2 separate regions of the Gossypium arboreum genome follow, and region 2 is linked to region 1. A link is a contact called in public Hi-C data. All regions are on one chromosome and are shown on one strand. The core of a region is the stretch at or near the end of the contact, and the rest is flanking DNA. Distances in the headings are between cores, read along the strand shown.

Evidence for each region. Hi-C and Micro-C count contacts between places; a contact is called where the count stands out from the background.
Region 2: a contact with region 1 is called in a Hi-C map of leaf, with 3 times the contacts expected there. The contact joins the enhancer-like site here to the promoter of LOC108454196 in region 1. A contact is called at or near these places in 2 of 5 Hi-C or Micro-C datasets (both in leaf).

Annotation. Positions count from the first base shown.
Region 1 is chr3:17,691,576-17,697,433 of ASM2569848v2, reverse strand. LOC108454196 (chloroplast sensor kinase, chloroplastic) reads left to right here and starts at 3,736. Exons shown (of 7, transcript XM_017752573.2): 1 at 3,736-4,695; 2 at 4,890-4,955; 3 at 5,066-5,134; 4 at 5,249-5,341; 5 at 5,581-5,807. The coding sequence starts at 3,784.
Region 2 is chr3:17,855,893-17,861,750 of ASM2569848v2, reverse strand. No RefSeq gene overlaps it. Among protein-coding and RNA genes, the nearest start is that of LOC108455311, 23 kb to the left of the region's middle. Within about 2 kb of position 2,985, at least 2 of the 2 cell types and tissues checked have an H3K27ac peak or open chromatin away from gene starts, as enhancers often do. A contact at or near this core is called in leaf, where this site is marked.

The DNA.
Region 1 (5,858 bases), core at 2,487-4,986:
CTTATCATTGTCAAGGGTCAACTCAACTTCAACCGGTGGAGCATCCAAAATGTAGAAAGTGACAAACTTTGATATTACAATTTTGAAAAGCACATCAGCAACTTCATTTGCTTCCCAATAAATATGAAGCAAATTAAAATTCTAAAAACTAGTACATAAAGCCATGATGTTGTCAATCAATGTCTAAGACTCCCCCATTTGAAGTAATCATATCAACAATCTCTTTACAGTCACAATTAACCTCCACATTGGTAAAACCACAATCCTTAGCAGGTTTTAGTCCATTATACAATTCCTATAATTCAGCTTCCATGGCTGAAGATAACCCTAGTCAGTATGAAAAACCTATCAGCCAATGCCTTGTTTCATCTCAGATCAATCCAACAGCTAAGGGGAAACCATCTTTATTACTACATCAGACTACATTGAGCTTGACCTAACCCTCATTAGGTGGTAATCAACCAATGTAACTCACACAACTTGTGTTACCATGTAGCAATTAGATACAAGATTGCTTAGTATAACAACTCACACTCTCAAAAATAAATTTATTTCGTTGCTTTCGGAGTAACCAACAAACTACACCAAATAATATCTTTCAATCTAAACCCTCCTTATTAAACATTAGATTGCAGCTTAAATTACCACTAACCCAATTAGATAAAGAAAAGGAAAAAAAAACTTGGTGCTCTCAATTTCACAATCGTAGACATCATTATATTATATTCAACTAGTTTAGTTGTTGTTTAATAAGTATTTATATAGATCTTCATTATGTTAGCAAGTCTCGAAATATCTATGTAATTGAGATATGTATAGGTTATTGTAATGTTTTTTAGAGCACTTAATTTGTTCAAGTGAGGAATATTATTTTTGAGAGTGCAATTGATTGTCAAACATTTGTGTTGTGGTTTTACATGCTAAGTTTACAGTGGTGAACTTAATGGTGAGAGTACCAGCCTTCTTGGATACAAAAATGAGGAAATTATCACAAGGTGTGATAGATTTAGGTTCACTTATTGTAAGCATTGAAGATAATGGATATTTCTCACTGAGTTAGGCTCCATAGACATAAGAAATCGAACTACGTAAACAAAATTTGTTGTTCCCTAGTTTATTCTTTGTTTCATAGTGGTTGAAGAAGTGCCCACCTCCGTAGGTACTTCTTCTGTGTCTTAGCTTGTGCTTGCAACTGTTTTCAAGTCAACAATTTTCACATACAAAAAGTGTCAACCTTTTGTGGCATTACAACGCCTTGAAAACTTCAATGGTTGAAAATTCGTGAAGTGTCGAAAAATTTGTGACGTTTTGAGATATTAAATTGAAAGGTTTTCCAAGAATGGATATCGAGTTATTTCCATAAATTAATATAAGTGATTTTTCATTAATAATTTAGATTTAATTAGTTGAAATTGAGGAATTAGAAACTTGGCCTATGAACTATTTTGTCATAAAGGGAAACTTTAGTGGTCAAATGTCTAAGAAATAAATTCATGATTTAGGAAATAAGAGAGAGGCTTATGTGTTAAATATCATAGAGATTAAATAGCTAATTTCTCATGAGATGAATTAGAGGGAGAGTTAGTTATTTCCCACTCAAATTCATACCAATGCTAGAGAAAACTACTATTTTTCTCTTTATTTTCTCTTCAATCTTGGAGCAAAATCAAGCAATCAAGGAAGATAAGTTAGATTTCTAGTGATTTCTTCATCTAATTAAAAGAGTTTTTAGATTTGATATTTTTTATGGCAAAAAAAAAGAAGATTCTTTTTTTCTCTTTTCACGCTAACTTCTTTATGTAATAAAGGAAAATGCTGGTGGTCAAATGTTTAAGGATTAAATTATGATTTTAGAAATAAGAGAGGGGTTTATGCGTGAAATATCCCAAAGATAACTTAGAGAGAGAGTTAGTTCTTTCCCACTCAAATTCACGCCAAAGCTAAAGAAAACTACTAAGGAATTTTTTTGTCTCAATTTTCTCTTCAATCTTGGAGCAAAATCAAGCCAACAATGAAGGTAAGTTAGATTTCTAGTGATTTCTTCATCAAATCAAGAGAGTTTATAGATAGTTGAACAAGTTTTTATTTTATCTCTTTTTCACACCACCTTCTTTTGGAAAAAGAGTGTGTGTTGATTTTTATAATTTCTTGATGAATTTTGAGGCAAGCTTGTGTTAATGTGATACAAAAGACATCGAAGCTATACAACATATTGTCTTAGATATGATGATCATTCGGGACCCTTGGAGCTTTTTTTCTACCCAGCCTAAGCTACATGGCATGCTTTACTCTTTCATTATGACCTAAATCCAATGAGATTTCCTTCCTTTGTGCAATGGTGGATTTCAGCACAAAAATGCTTGCCTCCTTTAACTCTTTTCTTGGTCCCAAGTTCATTGCTTCATTTGTTAGGAGATTAGGAAAGCCTACAATACCGTTATTTTCAAAGGAAAAAAAAGGACTTGGTTCAGGTTGGGAACGAAGCCTTTAAAGGATATTTGGACTTTCTTGCCTCAAATCTTCCTTCGTTCTCATTTTTCCCTCCACCACCTCTTTTTTGACATGGATTTCTCCCCTAGAACGCAGTTTAAAGATTAATTGTGGCACAAATTTCTCTTCTTTGACCTCTACTACTGGTATTGTCACATTTGTCGGAGACAACCTAAGGTGTGTAGTTTCTGGAGCTAATGTGCTAGTCTACTCTTCTTCTATTTTAGCAACAAAAGCCTCCTCTTTAAGGCTTGGCTCAAAACTTCTACACTCTTATCATTGACAAAGCGCCATTTTAGAATCTGATAGCATGCTCTGCATTGATGTTTTAAACTTGGATTCAGATCATTCTTAGGAACCATCTGCAGTCCTAGACAACATTCTCATTTAGCATGTGAATTGCTAAACCAACCTTATATGAAACCTTTCCGTTGAATTGTGTTCGCATACCTTCAATGGATTTATGACATTTTATAAAAATAATATTAAGAAATAATTAATTACAAAAATAGGATGGAAGAAAAATTAATTATGAAAATGGCTCTTTTGATACAATGCACGACGGTGCCGCTTGACACACCGGTGACACCATTCCACTTTTCGGCCAATGATAAAGCAATTAGTGCATTTAAAAAAAATTGGTAACACCACTTTGTCAGGCGGCACAGATATGTATTTTTAAAAAATACATAAAAAAATATAGACAGTGAAAAAGAAAAAAAATTATGAGTGTCACTTAACAAATCGACGGCATTACTTATTTCTTTAGCTATTGTTTCACTTGTTTCATTGATGTCCTTCAACGCTTCTTTCACCTTCTCTCTTGTTCCATCACTAACATTACCAGGGTCTTTTCCTCCTGTGCCTCTAAAACTAACATTATGTTTAGTAACATCTTTTTTTTGTCAATCAAAATTTCTTTATAAAAAATTAAAGTAGTGCTGTCGGACTCTTAGGAGGCACCTATAAATTTATTTTTTCTTCAATGCACATTTTAAAATACAAATATTTTTAAAAAAAAAATTGTTATTGGCTGATGATAACTGAAAAGTGAGGGTGATATCATCAATTTATCAGGCGACACGGATAAATACAGTAAATTCATATCATAATTAATTGTTGTTGCATACTTTTTATGTAATTAATTAATTTTTAATTACGAATGATAAGCATATTAAAAAAACAAAAAAGCAGCTAAAACGTAGTCGTTTAATAAATATCAGCATTGAAACACCGTTATCATTTGATTTAATTTTTGTTTTTGTTGTTATCCATCCAGTCCAGTCCACACTTATGGCAGGCTTGGTGGTTCCACCAATGCTTCTCTCTGCAACAACATCCCAACTCCCTCTTTCCCCGCCTAACTCCTCCACCAACCAAACCCTTCCACGTGCCCCCCTCTACCACCTCTCCTCCTCTCTTCCCAAACCCCCTCTCAAACACCTCAACCTCAACTCCACCTCCCTCCACCACGTCTCCGCCCCCACCCTCCCCGACGACGATGAATCCCCCCAAGCCCAACCCGCCATGGTCTCCTCCGCCTCTGCCGTCTCCGCTGCCATCCGTAAAGCCTCCACCTCCCCCGTCGACTTCACTCAAAGAATCGAGAAAAACGACCACCGCAACCACAAATTAATCATGCCTACCCCAGACTTCCAGCGCCTCTGCCTCGAACAACTCGACCTCTTTCGCCGTATCGTTGACCACGACGCTGTTCTCTCCGTTTATGTCAGGCCTGCCGGTAGTTACGTCATGGACCAGCTGGAGTTACGTCGGGTTACCTCGTATCCGGGAGTCGAAGCCGCCGACATTTTGTTTTTAGTCGGAAACTTCACTGTCCCCGCAGGACTGCGTGCCGCTGAAGCGGCGCTGTCAAGTCAACAAATGGAGGTTGTGGGGGAGCATAGAGCGGTGGTATTTCCTATGGTGAAGCAGCCGTTCGTGGTGGGCTTCTTGGTGGCGGAGCTCCCGGGGATGGAGAAGGTGCCGCAGGGGAGTGGAAGTGGGGACATGGTTCGTTTTCCGACTCCTGAGGAGGCTTACGCGTTGTCTTCTCCTTCTCCAGGACTGGGTATGAAAAAATCGTGGGAAATTCAGTCTCTTGAGAATGAAGCCATGAGGCAAAATGACATCTTTACTGTTGACGAGAGTTCCAATGCCATCAATATATCTCGAACTTTAGCAGTGGCTTATGTTATGGATCAGGTTAGTCACTCACGTCATATTTCTTCTTATCTTTATACTACCAATAATTTATACAAATGCTTCATTGCCATTATCAAGCGAAAAAAGAATTTAGCTTTGCCATGTTATGTTGTATGTATGTAGGAACTTAATGTGATTTTACTTGTGTGTCTTGAGTCAATGCAACTTTTATATTAATCGTATTTCTTCCGTAGAAAGCTATTTTATTACAGCAATCGACATGGCAAAACAATGTCAGAATGGGTGCTCTGGTTGAGCAGGTATAATGTGTTGCCTGCTGTACATACATTTCCTTCTTCTTCTTCTTTTTTTTTTTTTTATTGTTCAAGTTATTATGGTTTTTCCTTTAAATTTCAAAATTTTCTTACAGATTCGCGGTCCTCTTTCCAGCATTAGGACGTTAAGTAAAATGCTATCCACTCATGTCAAAGAACATGAGGTTAGTCCTTGAACCATCTGAAAAAATGTTGATCCTACTTTTCGGTTTTAAGTGTTTCATTCTGCAATTCTTTCGACTGTTACATATTTAATTAAGGAAAGCATACTCTTGTAGATTTCTCACGACATTGTTGAAGACATATTGGTGCAAGGTGACTGTATCAGCGGCACCCTTCAAGAGCTACAAGATGCTGTTTACTTGACAAAGGTCATTTTTCTCTCAAAGCATGTAGAGATACACACATTAAGACTGTTGCTGCTTCTTCTCCTTTTCATTTTTCTTCTTTTGACGATTCAGAATGTCTTTCTTTCTTTTGGTTGATGTGATACAATAGCTCTCTGTTATGTCTTTCTGTTCCCAGTTAGTTTCATTCTTGGAATTAAAAGTTTCCCTTTTCTAGTTATCTTCACGCCCATATCTGATTTTCCTATCTGACTTGTTTTTAGGCTAATATAATGCGCTACAATGAAGGATCCTTGAAAAAGATGCGTAATTCAACTCATTCGCACCCTGAGTCGCCAAGATCTCAATTATCAGATGATTTCTCCAGGGATAGGTCTGGCAATAGGTCAGAAACCTCTGGATTACTACTATCCCTAAGTACCACAGATAAGGATTTAGAGATGCCAATGCCACCTCTGGCTCTTGCTCCATTACAAGAACACGGAATCAGGTATGCAATTCCCTTCTGGTACTTGAGTTCATCTCCTCATAAAATAAAATA
Region 2 (5,858 bases), core at 1,736-4,235, 170 kb before region 1:
TTGCATCACAGTACATACAAAATTTTGATTGCATAATTTGCGATTTTATAAAGGTCTTGTAAGTACAACAATACAACAACAATTTAAGTAAATTTTTCTACTCACTTTTCCTTTCTTTTGTTTATTTTGTATTTACCATATCTGTTTTCAATATCCCAAAATATTTTTCAAGTATTTTTACATGTAAAAATACATATTATTTGAAACATAGTGGATATTTGAAATATTATATATATATAAACAATAATGATATTTGAAATAATTATTTGATTTTATAATATTAAAAATTACCATACCCACAATGTAGGTGAATAAAATAAATATTTGACATATAAATATTATATATAAAAATATATATCAAAAAATTAGTTGGTATTTTTAAAATATATATATTTAACACATATATATATATATATATTTATTATATAATTATATAATTATTAATTTATTTATATAAATAAAGGATTTTTTATGAAAAAACATAATGATATATAATATATAACATATAATATATATTTTTATTATATAATTACATATTTATTATTTTATTTATATTTATTATTTGTGCGGTGGAGGAGCTAGTAGTAGTTTAGTTGAACTGCGGCTCTTACACAAAGCTTTGCGTCAGAAATGGGAGATTGTATCCGACATATCTCGAGAACTCTTAATGGTGTTGTTGATCACATGACTAAATGTGCAGATACAGGTAGTTTTTTTATACGTTTATTTAGATCCCCACCGGCTTTGGTCATGAACTTATTGGGAAGAAATTGTAATATGTCTATTTCCTCTTGATGTTGATTTTATCTAATGTAAACGCTTAATGTTGTCCTTTTCTACAAAAAAAAAAAGAGTTATTAATTAAAAACTAAATTAAAAATAAGAAAACTTGAAAAAATATTTATTAATTAAAATGTTATTTAAAATAAAAATTGAAACAATATGAAATAAAATATACAAATGTGGTTAGAAGAGGAATCAAGCAACATGAAACAACCTAAATTGCTAATTAACTTTAAAACTGATATTTTTTAGCTAATTCTCTCGAAAATACATGAGTCAAACTGATTAAGAAAATTCTCAAAAATGAAAGTATTAAATCTTATCAAAGTTATAGCAATTATCGTAGTTATAAATTTTAATATTTATAATTTAAAGGTATTTATGGGTTGAGCTTAGTCTAAGCATGATAATAATTCCTTCTATATTTATTCATGCATAAAATGTGGATCTCAAATTTTGCTCAAGCCCACTAATATTTACAGATGGCTAATCCAAGCTTATTTCGGGCACGCCCATATTATTTTTTTAAAAAATGTTAAAAATATATTTATATTATTTTAATTTAATATTTAAAATGTTAACAATTTTTATTTTAAAATTTTCATATTTAATTATCTTAACAATTCTTAATGTTTACATTATAGTAGTATTATATATTACTATAGATTTAATTTTTTTGTTATAAATTATATAATATGTAAAAATAATGTACTATAAAATATTACAAACTTAGAAAATAGGTCGAGTTCGGGCTTAAACATTTAAGGCTCAAGTCTAACCCATATTTTAAACAAGTCTATTTTTTTGCCCAAACCCTCCAAAATTTCAAGAGGGCCTTCAAGCTTGAACAAGTAGCTTGACCCTTGAAAAAGTCTAGAATAATTATAAGCTTGAACAAGTAGCTTGACCCTTGAAAAGTCTAGAATAATTATACGCACAAAAATTTTGATTTATCAAATAGTTTATAATATTTTATGATTTTTATTATTTACACCTTGATTGCGGTCAATATCGATGAAAAAAAGTGAAAAAAAAAAACCTCTTTAGTTTCTCTCAAATTTGAATTTAAGTAAATTGGTCCCTCTAAAAAAACGAAGCAATTTAATCATTAACAATTTTGAAGGTGAGCATCAAAGGACAATTAATCGTAGTATTGATGTTTTTCTTCAATTTTATATAATTTTGATTGGTATAATAATAAATTTAGCCTTTAAAATTTACACAACCTGTATATTTTTATATAGCTAATTTTTTTAATATATTTTGGATTTATTGCAATTTTATACTTTTTAAATAATATTTTTAGAATCAAGACCAAATTGACAAAATATGTGAACATTGAGGCTCAATTTATTATTATATCATCAAAATTATATACAATTGACAGAAAACATTAATTGTTGTGATTAATTATCTTTAGTGGGTCACTTTCAAAATTGACATGAATCAAATTGTTCTGATTTTTTTAGAGAGACCAATTTATTCATTGAATTTAAGAGGGAGCGGCGAGGTATTTGTTTTTTTTGGGTAAACTACACTATGAGTCACTAAACGAGAGTTAAGTCATTGAACTATTTAAAAGTTTTTATTTAAGTTATTAAGCTATTAAGTTTTTTTTTTAAAGTTTTGCCAGCAAGCTCCAAGCGATGATTCGATGATCGATATAGTGGATCAGTATTTATCAATGAGAAGAAGAAAATACCTTAGATCTAAATCGATCTAACAATCCGTGTTGGAGATCGGAGAAAAAACTGTTTGAATTTTGATTCACAGATTCGTGACATTCAAATCTGTTTTATGAATAAAAACATAGAACCGTAAAAGAGGAGGGGAAAGAAAGCTTTCAATTGTTACAGTCAATGCCAATTGAGAAAGCCATATAACATCGATTTTAATAGCCTAATGACTTAAAATGAAAACTTCTGAATAGTTCAGAGATCAAATTATAACTTTTTTTAGTTAAATAACAAAAAAAAACTTATCTATAATTTAGTAACTAATGGTATAATTTACCCTTATTTTTTAGAAAAAAAGAAAAAAGAAAGCCTATTATGCGAGAGATTCCTTTGAGGAGAGCCAACATGGGATGGCAACCCTAACCAGTAACTAACTGCCTAATTCCATGAAGTTTTCCCTTTTGCATTTCACCCATTTATGACATTGCTCTCAGTTTGAGGTTAGAGCTGACGCCTCACAAAATACTGCTACATTTAAGCTAAAGGCATTACTGTGAATGGGGATGGAGAGTTAAAAGAATTGATTTCATATTAAATGGATATATATACCAACGGCATGGCGCATTGTTTGGACCAACCAATTGAAAGTGGGTTGTGATAGGGCAGGACCACTCCTTTTCTCGGATGTGACCATGCATTTTCTTTCATCTTCTAAAACAAACCGTTTCGAAAAGAAGGCCGACAGACAGACGACCCTTTTCTTTTACATAGCAATAACAATAGCAATAGCCATGGTCAGTGAGAACCAGTACACTTGTTATTGGGCTAGCTTTTTCCCTACCAACCTTAACCTAACTTTTAGGTCCCTGCTCCACCACCAAGCCCATTATTACCATCCTTCAGTTTACCTTAAAAGTCAAGCCATCAATTTAATCTAAAATATGATTTTTTGCCTTTTAAATTTACTTCAAATTTGTTTTAATTTATTTAGTCAAAGCTATGCTAAAATAGTGCTAAATCTACTTGTGACAAGCAAGTTGTCATGAGCCAGTAAGATATTTTCCTTTTTTCTCTTAATTTTGCATTTTTACTTTCTTGTTGGATTAATCACATCCACATGTAGATGTTCATTCACACATCATTGCACACAAAATGAAAAAAATTCTAAAAATTTATATGTATAATAACTTAAAATTACGAAAGCAAATATTGGGAAAGTGTTGTTGATTGGAGAATTATTGGAAAACTTCAAAAGTCGTCCAATTTGGCTCGTCAAATGCTGTCTAGTAATGACCATCTTCCAACTTTGTTTTGGGCCCTTGTGTTGTTGGTTACCAAACCCTAATCTCTTCACTTCTCTCTGCTTCTTAATCATCTTCTTCAAAGGACTTTGATGATTCTCAATGATTGCATGATGAACCAAAAAAATCACTCATGAATGTGATTTTCGTTCGACCTTCCAAGCCTATAGAAATAAGCAGAATACGGAGGAACTCATTGCATTATCAAAATTTGCTATTGCAGAACTGGGTTCTTGATTTGACACTAATGGCATCGATAATGAAGGGGATGATAGAATTGGGTTAAATATGAAAAGCCCATGCCTTGGACCTGATCCGAACAACCAATCATGAATATCCCAGAATACTTGTAATCCATTTTTTCCCACGTTAATCGACTCATTCCCTCTAAATTTTCATTGAAGATGCTTAACCTCAATCGCTAGTTTCCGATCCACTCTTATCTCCAATACTGGATCCATCCCATCAGAGCTGCATACCACTGATATATATCATGAAAGGCTCCCTTTTCATTAAACTTAACCCTCATTGTAAACTTCTTATTTCCAAATATATGTTCCCTTCTAAACACTAACATTGGTTCAATGAGAGATGGCCTGCAACCAGTCTTTCTATAAGCATCTTTCTTTTAATCACCCAAAAGTAAAACGCCTTCATCTTCGCAAACAAGGCAACGTAGTAATCTGATTGCGGCTCGGTCTCACCATTGAAATTGCCTGCCTTGAAGTCCCAAACCACATCAACAGTTGTACCATCAATGATGAAATACTTGGAGCCTTGTTTTCTCCAGAAATACCATGGCTTCGGCCAGTCCTTGAACCGAAACATATAGGCCATGAAGTAAAAGATGATGAAAAAATTGTAATTTTTAGAAATTTTGAGGCATATTCTTGATTGGTAAAAGTGGAGAGTTGAATAATAAAATTATGGTTTTATATTCAAGTTCATGAGACCTTTATAACGGTATATCATATGCTCAAAATGATTGAGTGATGAATGAGAAATTGATACTTAAAGCCCGTATCAATAATTATGATTTTACGTATGGACAATTCCTCAATATCTTGTTCATTCGCAACAAAATATTTTCTTTGTGCGGTGGTAAAAAAAAACATGCTTTTTTGGGGAGAGATACTATTTCACCTTCACCAATCGAGTCGCAGGTATTTAACATATTCATATCTAATGATTTTCCACAAAGTGGTGACGAAAGGTATAACTTGTACAAATCTTTCCAGTTTGCAATTCGATCCGATCCATTAGTTCGTAGAGCTATTTACTCGATTGCAGACATTTCTGGAACACCTCTTGTGAATATTTGTTGAGGAAAAGAGAAACTTAGATCCCACATTGGTTAAATACCAAGTGTGAGATATGTATATATATGAGAACCCACTTAAAAAATTATTGAATGTCTAAGCTGGAAACTTTGCCTTGAGAGTAAGGGAATATAGACCCAAAGATCTAGATGCTGTTTGACCCTAAGAAGGGCTTGCAAATATTTTAAGCCTAAAACGTAATTTATTTTTCTCAGCAAATATTATATAGAATCTATTTTAAAATGATAAATATCTTGATTTGATTTGATTTTATTTAAATTGATTTAAAGACTCTTTTAATGCAAATTTGTATATTTATTCATGGAAATTTTCAAAATTCCTCCATATTGAATGCCTATAAAAGCCTACTGCAGAATTCTTTAGAGACACACAACGGATTTTTCACTCTAAAAAATTCTTTTACTTTTCTCCTAATTTTTCAAACATTTTGGTGATAAAAGAAGGCAAGGTCTGTTCATTGATCACTGCAAAGGTACTATTGCTGCGACCATTTTGTTGTTGTATCCTGAGAGACAGGCGACCAACGTTTCTCCAAGTACCATAGTAGCAACCAAACCTGTCTTAAGGAAACTATGAAAACAGGCCTCAACATCTAGTAAAACTCGATTCCCTTATTCCATTTCTGGTTTTTCAAAACCTTTTTTATTTAATTATTTTCAAATATAATGTTTTAAATAAATATAAATATTTATTTAATTTGTTTTGTTTAGATATATTGTTTTACATAAATATAAATATTTTTTATATTATTTGTTCAG